Linked DNA regions of Hordeum vulgare: region 1 is linked to region 2. Evidence: chromatin contacts called from public Hi-C data. All regions are on one chromosome and are shown on one strand. Each heading gives the region's core, a stretch centred on a gene start, on an enhancer-like site or on the middle of the called end of the contact. The rest is flanking DNA. Distances are from core to core; before and after follow the strand shown.

Evidence for each region. A called contact is a pair of places that touch in the nucleus more often than the background predicts.
Region 1: a contact with region 2 is called in a Hi-C map of leaf, with 3 times the contacts expected there. The contact joins the promoter of LOC123427213 here to the promoter of LOC123427210 in region 2. A contact is called at or near these places in 2 of 6 Hi-C or Micro-C datasets (both in leaf).

What each region holds. Positions count from the first base shown.
Region 1 is chr2H:554,762,618-554,767,128 of MorexV3_pseudomolecules_assembly, reverse strand. LOC123427213 reads right to left here and starts at 2,082. Exons shown (of 19, transcript XM_045111205.1): 1 at 1,695-2,082; 2 at 1,520-1,578; 3 at 1,272-1,353; 4 at 857-924; 5 at 573-642; 6 at 26-107. The coding sequence starts at 1,991.
Region 2 is chr2H:554,540,709-554,545,848 of MorexV3_pseudomolecules_assembly, reverse strand. It overlaps LOC123427210 (E3 ubiquitin-protein ligase WAV3-like), which reads left to right and starts at 3,279. Exons shown (of 2, transcript XM_045111202.1): 1 at 3,279-3,814. The coding sequence starts at 3,581.

The DNA.
Region 1 (4,511 bases), core at 833-3,332, 220 kb before region 2:
TTTCTGGGTCAATACAGAGAGTTACCATCACAAAGTGTTTCAAGATACAACCCAGCATTTCCCATTCGTTTGTGTGGGGTGACAAGGTTTGCATCCCAAGCCTCAACCTATTGAAAAAAATGGCACCAGATGCAAAAAAGAAACACACAAATATTATCTGTGGTGATACCAGAATATAATGAAGTAGGTGATTAGAAGGAAAATTACAAGATGCACACAATTGGTTGATATGACTATGTTACTTGCTAAAATGTAATGTATAGTTTGCTCATCTACTTGTTGATTAAAGAAAAGAAATTTTGAATTTGCACCATGTACTCCAGTCATCTGATACCGCTGATTCTGAGTTAATCCCACAACAGAGAGCTGATGTGTATTTAAGTTTGTTATTAACTTAGCAATCATAGAAACCTCACTGGTTCACTCTAAAGAACCAGATACGGGATTATCATAGACCTGAATAGTATTCACTGACTTCCAAGATGCAGAACTATACAACAACAGATATATTGTCTAGTACACAGCTTAAAGTGAGTCCAATATCACTATGAGCTCACATTACTTCTTCATACCTGGAGTAGATTTTCCAGAGATGTCCTAATGTTAAATGTGAAATCTTGATTCCAGGTTGGCTCCTTCGTCCTACATTAATCAACTGCTGCAATCAGAGACTCCAGAGACGATGGAAAAAATAGCGATCTCCAGTGTATCAAATATTTTATCAAGAAACCAACCCCACTAGGCATGATATATATCACATACATTATTTTTTTATAATATAAACTATAAAGAGGAAATTTCCAACTCAAAAAGAAAGAGGAAATTTCTGTCCAAGGAAAAGGAAAGAGTTACTCACGCCCATTTAATTTGGCTCTTTGCAGTTTGACCATTAAGTTGCAGAACAACATAAGGATCGCTTGTACCCTGCAATGGAAGGAGAAGGAAGTTGGTGATGAAATGGAAGAAAATAGTTTTATGTAGTGGTAGTTAAAATGTGTAAACTACTGCCTCATTCAGTAAATGTGGGAGCGAGCTCTCAAACTTCTTGCGCCACTTCATGAAAACCTAGAATAGTATCTATAGGTCTTTCCAGATATCTTATCTTAGATAACTAGATTCAGCAACTGGCAGTATATTTTTTTACTATACCCATCAATTATTCAATATTCTCTGCAACGAAATAGCTGAAGCGCCATGGACAAATAACATATGCAGCATATAGTAGTGAAAAAACAAACAGTAACGACTCACTAGCATGTTCATCAGCATACCCATGGATCCATTGCAGGAAGATTGTTGCCTTTCTTCAGCCTCACAACTAGTTGCCCATCATATACTTCACGGAGAAACACACTGCAATCCGCCGTACCATTCACAACATTCAGAATGACGACAGCTTTCAGAATCGCATTGCATGCCCTAGTTGGTCAGAACCAGAAAATACTTGCAGTGCAATTTACAAACATGATGACCGGATCCGGTGTCCGAGGGGGAAGGACGGGACACGGCCACCACTTACTCGGATAGGAACACCGTCTGACACTCAGCCGCGTCGGTCTCGCGCCAGCCCGCGTCTGCCTGCCAGACAAGGACGAACAGAAACGCTTGCCTCCATCAGTTCACGGGAGCACACGCAGGATTAGCGCGGTTGAAGGACGATGAGTGGGAAGGGGCGGGGGGGACAGGGGGCTCACGGGTGGGGTGCTGTAGGCTTCGAACGCGAAGCCGGCGAGCACGACGGCGAGGTTGAGGTCGAACTGCGGGTGCGGCTGCTCCTCGTCCCCGACCGACCCGTCGTCCGCGGGGCTCCCCGGGCCGGGCTTCACGGCGGAGGGCTGCCCGCCCGCGCACCTCGCCTTCAGCCCCGCCGCCGGCCTCCGCCGCCGACCCCTCCTCGCGCCCCAGCACCTCACGGCCCGGTGGCTCGCCGGCGACGAGCGCCCCGAGACGGACGCGATGGGGCACACGCTCGCGGGGGCCGCGGAAGCCATGGAATGGATGGAGGAAGTGGGTCTCAGTTGGGCTTCAGGTTGAAAATGAAGGAAGACAGGAGGCGCTTCTAGCGGAGTGCGCGCGCGCGCTAGTTCAGTCAGAGTGGTGATAAAGAGGTGGGGAGAAAAGCGCGCCACGTCTGTCCTGCACCGCTCGGTGCCTGCTCGCTGGGCCCCAGGATTTCCCAGCTTGTGTGCTGTGCTGTGTGTGTGATCTGTCGTGCTCGCGAAGTCGGCAGGGCGCACGATTCTCCTGGAGAAACGAGAAAATACTGGGAAACGCTTTGTATCTATAGTCTGATGGTATAAGGCTGGGGTTTAACATTTGAATGATGGAAATAGAAAAACCAGGCGGCCGGAATTTCTTTCCTAATCGTTTGTTTCCAATCAGGCCTGTAACCCCGAGCTCAATCCAGCTTGCTCGTCTCGTCAGATCCCCTTTCTGCTCCGCCCCGCCATTCCTCGTTCTTCCCTCATCGTCGACCAGCTGGTCGGCTCCGCCCCCACCACCAGACCCGCTCCTCCTTCTCTTCTCGTCGTCGGACAGCCCGGACACCCCATCCTACGCTCCACCGATGCTTTTCCCAGGCGAGATCGGTGGTGCGCCGGCATCCTGGCAATAGAGATTTGAACCCTCCCTCCTCAACGACGATTCATGGATTAGAAGTTACAAATCAGCTGCCGAAGTAGCATCCGACAGGCCAGAGAACCGGTAGTGGATTGCAACCCTCCCCACCCCACCCCACATTCAACGCGCCCATGTCGAAATCGAGATATTGCACTTCTTCCATCGCTCGAGGTCCACCTCGCCAGAGTGCCAACAAAATAGCCATCACGACTCGGCTACCACATCATTCACCCATCCCATCTCCCCATCTGACCAAGGGTTTGATTCATCTCTCTTGATACTATACAGTTCATGCATTGCTTGTTAATTTTGGCCTAATTGTTTTATGAAATTTTGTGTGGTCTCTTTGTGTATACTTTGGTTTCTTCGATATATGTGGGCATGAAATTGGGATGTGCATTCCATATTTACTACTCCCTCCGTCCCGAAATAACTGTCTCAACATTGTACTAGCTCTAGTACAAAATTGTACTGAGGTCAAGACACTTATTTTGGGACGGAGGGAGTATATCATCCATAATTTTCTATAAAAATAGTATGTACATCGTATAAATAACAACACTAGTTTTTGTCCCATTTTCGAATTTTCCTGATTCCAAGTAACACTACTAACGTATCCAGTGCCATTTATTGGATTCTACAATGTTATATTATTATTCCGTTCGGCTAGATAAAATCTTTCATGGAGGAACATCAAATTCGTTTGTGTGATCTCTTTGTGTGGATACTTTAGTTTATTACTCTTTGGCTGGGGCTGTGAAATTGTGACCTATATCCTGTAGTCCGTAGTCCGTCACTATATCATCAACAATTTTCTATGAAATTAGTATGTATGACATCATACAAATATTCCTCCCCGGTTGGTGTCGACACTAAAAGAAAAATCACCATCAGTTTTCATGGTTTTGGGTGGCACTACTTATGTACCCAGTGTTATTTTTCCGTGATTCTACAATGTAATAATATTGCTTTGTTTAGCTAGATAATTGCTCAGAAATGGATGAAGAGCAAATCCGTTAAATATATATGTCGGTGTCGACACTAAAAGAAAAATCACCATCAGTTTTCATGGTTTTGGGTGGCACTACTTATGTACCCAGTGTTATTTTTCCGTGATTCTACAATGTAATAATATTGCTTTGTTTAGCTAGATAATTGCTCACAAATGAATGAAGAGCAAATCCGTTAAATATATATGTCGACGACACAAAAAAGGATCCCCGTGTCGGCCGTGAGCATATTGTCTCATTACCAACGTTTCATTCTATGCTTCCAACCAGGATGGGTAATGTTGGGTTACCATATTTTCATGCTTCCTACATTTTCCCTTATTGTGTTTCACAAATAAGTTTCTTAATTCTATTGCCTTGCTTCCATACAACTGTTTTTAGCAACCATCTTCATGTCTCTTTTCATTCGCTCTATGACCGTATCTTCATATTTGATAACATATTGCATTTCTTACATTTTGAGTGGACATGCGACAATAAATCAGGCTGAAGCAGATGGTATGCTCAAGGGTACGCACATCACCTCCATTGTCGCCATCCACCGCACCGCTCATGTTCCTCCAACAACACCGCCCCTGATTTGATTCTCCGTGTCATGCTTTAAACCCACCTGCACTAGCCCCACTCTTCGATGTTTCCATTTCCAATGTTCTATGCATCCTCCTAAAACCAGTCATACTGAGATATCATATTTTCTTGTTTCCTGCATATGGGTCTCCTATATCACACTTTGTGTGCTTTTTTGGTTTGTGGATTGCTTCCATACTCCATGTCTTACTTTAGAAATTTTGTTCTTGCATTGGTATCACCATTGAAACATGCCATGCTCTCATACTATAGTACATATATTTCTTGGTATAGGTCATTTTCTTCCAATTTTTT
Region 2 (5,140 bases), core at 2,030-4,529:
AAGGACAACTAGTAGCACCTCAATTTTATGAGCCCACTACTAGACGTACTTGATGTGCGAAGGTGCAACATCCGGAATGGCAATGTGCTTGATATTAACGAGGGATCTTTCTACCATTCTAACATGCATAGAAACAAGAAGCAATATCAATCACATATAAACATAAATATGTGAAATAATATGGCTCCTTCATGGACATCCGTCCAGGTCGGCTCCAACTCCGATGACCTTGGCAGAACTCCATCTTGTTCGTCATGCGGAGATACTAAAGCCTCTAACTTGATCTCTGTCCTCCAACCACTGCAACTAGTAATGAATTTATAGAGACACACAAGTCGACACATAGGTCGTTATACAATATAATGACAACAATTTGGCTCCTGCCGACTGACAATCATGACATGCAGGTCATGTTAAATTACACATATGCATCACATACATATGAGCCATACTATTCACATTAACCCTGCAAAAAAAGTTATGCATAGAATCGCATATTACCGGTTTGTGTGATCATGTACGAAATACACGACGTTACACACACGGCGGTCCCGCTAGCCGGTTAGCGGGAGGGGTTCGAAGGGGCAGCGCCCGACGTTTCGGAAATCACAGATCGAATTTGTACCCCGATCACGCCAACTTTTCTGACCTATCCAATCTTATCGATCATTGCGTACCGATTCGGATTTAGGTTTCACTGTTAACCCCGATGGCTGAAACCGACCGATAGGGTAGGTTGTGTCACAACCTCATCGACTCCGATTGAAAGAAAACATGGCCTCAACGATCCCGATGTGTAGTTGATCTCATCAACCTAGCACATAGCCGATCTCAAGAACGACAATGGATCTCATCCGCCGCCTCCACATATCAAATATGCATCCGATCTCAAACCAAAACCACTAGCAGATGCTCTAATACCATTGTTGGGTTCTATCGTAGGTGCATCGCATGGGAATTATAATTTTTCTACGCGTAGAACAACCAAGAACATGCTACGGAGATGGATCACAAATCGCTACAACTAGGCGCGCAGTGCCGTGTAGTGGAAGTAGAGTTGGGACAACGCGTCTACGTGGTCCATCTCCTCCTCTTTCGATCTCCCTCGAAGAGCCGATTGCCGGATCGTCTCCCACGAACAGCCGGTCGTCGGATCCCACGTATAGGTTCACTGGAGCGGTGCAAGTGCACCGCCTCTAACGGTATCCGTGCATGCAGGAGGAACATTGTGCGGCGGACTGCTAGGTCCGAGCACACGGTCGGAGGCGGGTGGAGGTGGCTAGTTGCAACAGATGCAAAGCCCTAATGACGTCGTTAAAGTGATCAGCTAATTAAGTGTGCCACGCTTCTACTATATATAGGCATCCGGCGCGAGTTCAACTGTTGGGCCTCACACGGATCTTAAGGCCCATGTCTTTACTTAAGTGCGCGACCCCTTAGGTTCCCGTTCACTTGGTCGCGATTGAGATCACATCCGACTTGGCTAGTCGGTAGCGGCCTCTAGCATAGTGTGCCGACTCCAAGTGTTTGATGAGATGGTTAGGTGAACCTGTACTTCATACTTACGTTCCCTTTGCCACCCGATGTATGTTTTCGTGCACAAGGCGACATGATCATCCTTGTTGCAGCACGACCTCTTTCTCGTTCTGGTGAATCCGACCAACATTCGAATTATCTCATAATCCTCTATCGCATGGTCATGCTTATCCAGGTCAGATCACACGAGGGACCGAGAGTATATCTCTCCTGATCGGAGGGTCAAATCCCATCTTGATCGACCATGTATCCCCACATGGGTCATGACAAGTCCGAAACCTATCTTTGTAACTACCGAGTCAAGGAGTAGCGTTTGGTCGGCCCAAAGCAAGTCTGTCACCATCCCGAGTACATGCGCCAGCTCAGGTCTTAGAACATAGAACATATGTTGTACTAGAGACTCACAAATGACCTATCGCCGTGTCTCATAGTTGGGTCTGTCCAACTCATACCTTATCTCGACTCGGATCCGACTACGTCGAATGCGACCAGATCTTTCTGAGTCCATATTATCCGGCTAGCATCCAATGCTACATGGTTAGTGAGACCGAACTATGTGCCATGCCATATGTTAATGTGAATGGTTGCGCGTCCACACAATCCTTTCGATTAGGGACCATTTAGGACAATCATCATACAATGCATAGTCTCACATACAAGTCACGTGCTTGTTGATATACATCATTGACAATGTCCAAGGACTATATTTATTCATAAACATATAAGAAATATCATCATACATGATTGCCTCTGAGGCATATCTCTAACATAACCTCTACGCTCCTAACCAAAAATCCCTAATTCCCGAAACCAGTGGTAGCCCACAACAACCAAACCGCCACTCGTCCTATGTCCAGGGTGACTAATTTCTCTACGTTTTTATGATGGAAATGCTATATATTGTACCCACCGGATATCCATCAGATATACCCAATGGTAGTGCTGACGCCAGGACTAGGCCGGGTTCCGGGCAATCCCCTTACTAAAGAATAGGTACAATACCACATCGCGCACAACTTGCTACAATGAACGAAGGAAGGTAGCCTCGTGGCCCAAGCGGCGGTAGGGGCATGAGCGTCAATTTGTGTCCACGGGTATTAAAGTGGGTTGATAAGAAGATATCTTTGGATATGGATATCCATTGCCATAAACTCGTCCTACAGCTGGATCCAACCGCCGGCTCGAAAGAGTTAATTCCCTCTTTCCTTACCTGCATGATGTCCTCATTTTCCGTGATTGAAATTCGACTACCATTTTCATCGATAGTATATTAAATATATGCCAGTACACCGCTCGTCACTATTTTTTTCATACAGCGTGTCACTACATTTTACAATGAATAGAAATGCATAATTTTTATGACAAAACAGACACAGTTTTTCCTTTTGAGAGAGGAAGACTTGCAAGTCAAATTGATGGACAAAATTGAACCTCTCGCAATACGGATGAGTGTGAATGTAAATACGACGGAGGTTGCACCAGTTACTTCACACACACACACACAAAGAGTTGCACCGGTTGGTTAAGAGTTAAAACGTGACAAAAAAAGATGAATTTATATGGTGCCGTCCCCGTTCAGCCGCTCCACTGGCAGGGTGGAGCCAGAATTGAATGCACCGCCAGGCCGTCTCTCCCGGTCGTCACTTGATTGCCTGCCGTAAAAAAAAAAAAAAAAAAAAAAAGGAGCCAAACCCCCGTCGTCACCGGATTTAAACCCCCACGACGCTGACCTGACCAGACCTGTGCTCCTCCGCCTCCCTCCGTTGCGTATCCATCCCTTGCACGTTTCCCTCCCTCCCCTCTCCTCCCCTCCCCTCCCTCCCGCGGGTCAAACCGAGGCCAAAGGACGGGGAGAGAAGAAGCCGCACCCAAACGCTCCACCTCCACCTCCACCTCCAGTCCCTAATGCCGTGCCGCCTCCCCTCCAGTTTCCACCGAAGCCGCATAGCGGCGGTATAAGAGAGGCAGGCCCGGGCGGAGCGGAGAGAGCTGTGTTGGTTCGGGTTTGGGAACTGGGAATTGGGATCGCGGCGCGCGGCGGGCGATGGAGGGCGCGTGGAGGAAGGCCAAGAGGGCGCTGGCCCTCCGTCTCTGCGTGCAGGTGCCCGCGGACGGCGACGGCGAAGACCCGAGTCCGAGGCCGGCGGCGTCGGGCGCGGGCGCGGGCGGATGCCGCGGCGAGGCGGCCGTGACGGTGGGGTCGCCGCCCGACGAGCCGGTGGCTGGCGCCGGCGCCGCGTTCCGGAGGTCCAAGTCCGGGAGCAGGTCCTCCTCCAAGGTGAGCTACCATTTTCCGTTACTACTACTGTACCATTTCCGGAAGATAATACCAGTACTACTACCCTGTGTTTCTAACGCAAAAAACATAAATAAAGAAATAAATACAGTATCTGTTCTTCTGATTCGATCTTGGAATAGCGACTTTGTTTCTGAGTGCAGCCATTCTCCTCGTGATCCGCCGTCGCTGCTTCGTTTCGTGCGCCCCTTCCGAATCAGTTCATACATGTGCAGTCATGTTTCCAACTCTGCAGTACGTACTAGTATTGCTGTGGCTTTGGACCGCTCACTTCTTTCCCTCGGCAGCACATAGCAAACTTCCAATTCCTCTGTCAGTTGTGCTAGCCGTGATCTGCTCAGCACCATTATCTTCTAAGCTGATCCATATTTGACTTTGCATCGGATATAATTGCCGTGTAACGTGGACCACTTTCCTATTGCGTCCCACCATTAATGAATTCCACTTGCCCCTCCCCTGAAAAGGACCGGGGAAAGCTTGCTTCCTTTGCTCATCACCTGCCCGTGGTGGCGCCGTCACGTGAAGCAAATCCCCAACTCTTTCCTCCTACCACCAGCTTTCTGTCTTTATGGCAGACGCTTCCAACTTGGCACCAGCTATGCAAATTGATGCAATTGTTTCTTCTTTATGCTAGCATCATTTTTTTGTGGTGAATGGGCCTTGGCTGCCAACTGCATCTGCAACTGCATGCATGGTTTGACCATGCGTATATCATAATTCAACAAGCAGCCTCACGAGGATTGCGCCTCTTTACTTGACATTTTGTTGTGCGCTTTTCCGTGTAGAAGTTGAACTTTTGTAGAACAGGAATTGAATTACTTCGGATGCGTGTAATCACAAATTTGTGCTTGTGTGTGTGTTCCTTTTCTTTTCCTTTCTAATTTGGACCGGAGCACAGCCTGCACCTAGGTTTGTTTGCTTCTTTTGTTAGGTATCACATTCTTGTTGGTTATGTCCTGAGTTTGGTGAGTTTACTTTGCATGCAAAGTTGGTCTTTACCATTTGCAAAACCATTGAACTTAAATATGTAGGGTTGAAACTTATGGTGGTGATAATATATACAAGATGCACGGTCAATTGCTTCATTATAACAACATGTGGGGATAACATCAGATTCTTTTCTTTGCTTTGAGAATTGGTGGTAGGCGGCTGGGCCCTGTTCAAAGGGTTTACTTGGTTTGTAATTTGGTTCAGGCAAATTGAAATAGTTAACCACGTTATGTTTGTAAAAGTTGATGCGGACATTTACCTCCTTCATGTTTGATACAAACAGTTTCACTTTCTTGGTAAAATATCTTGGTTTGTCAA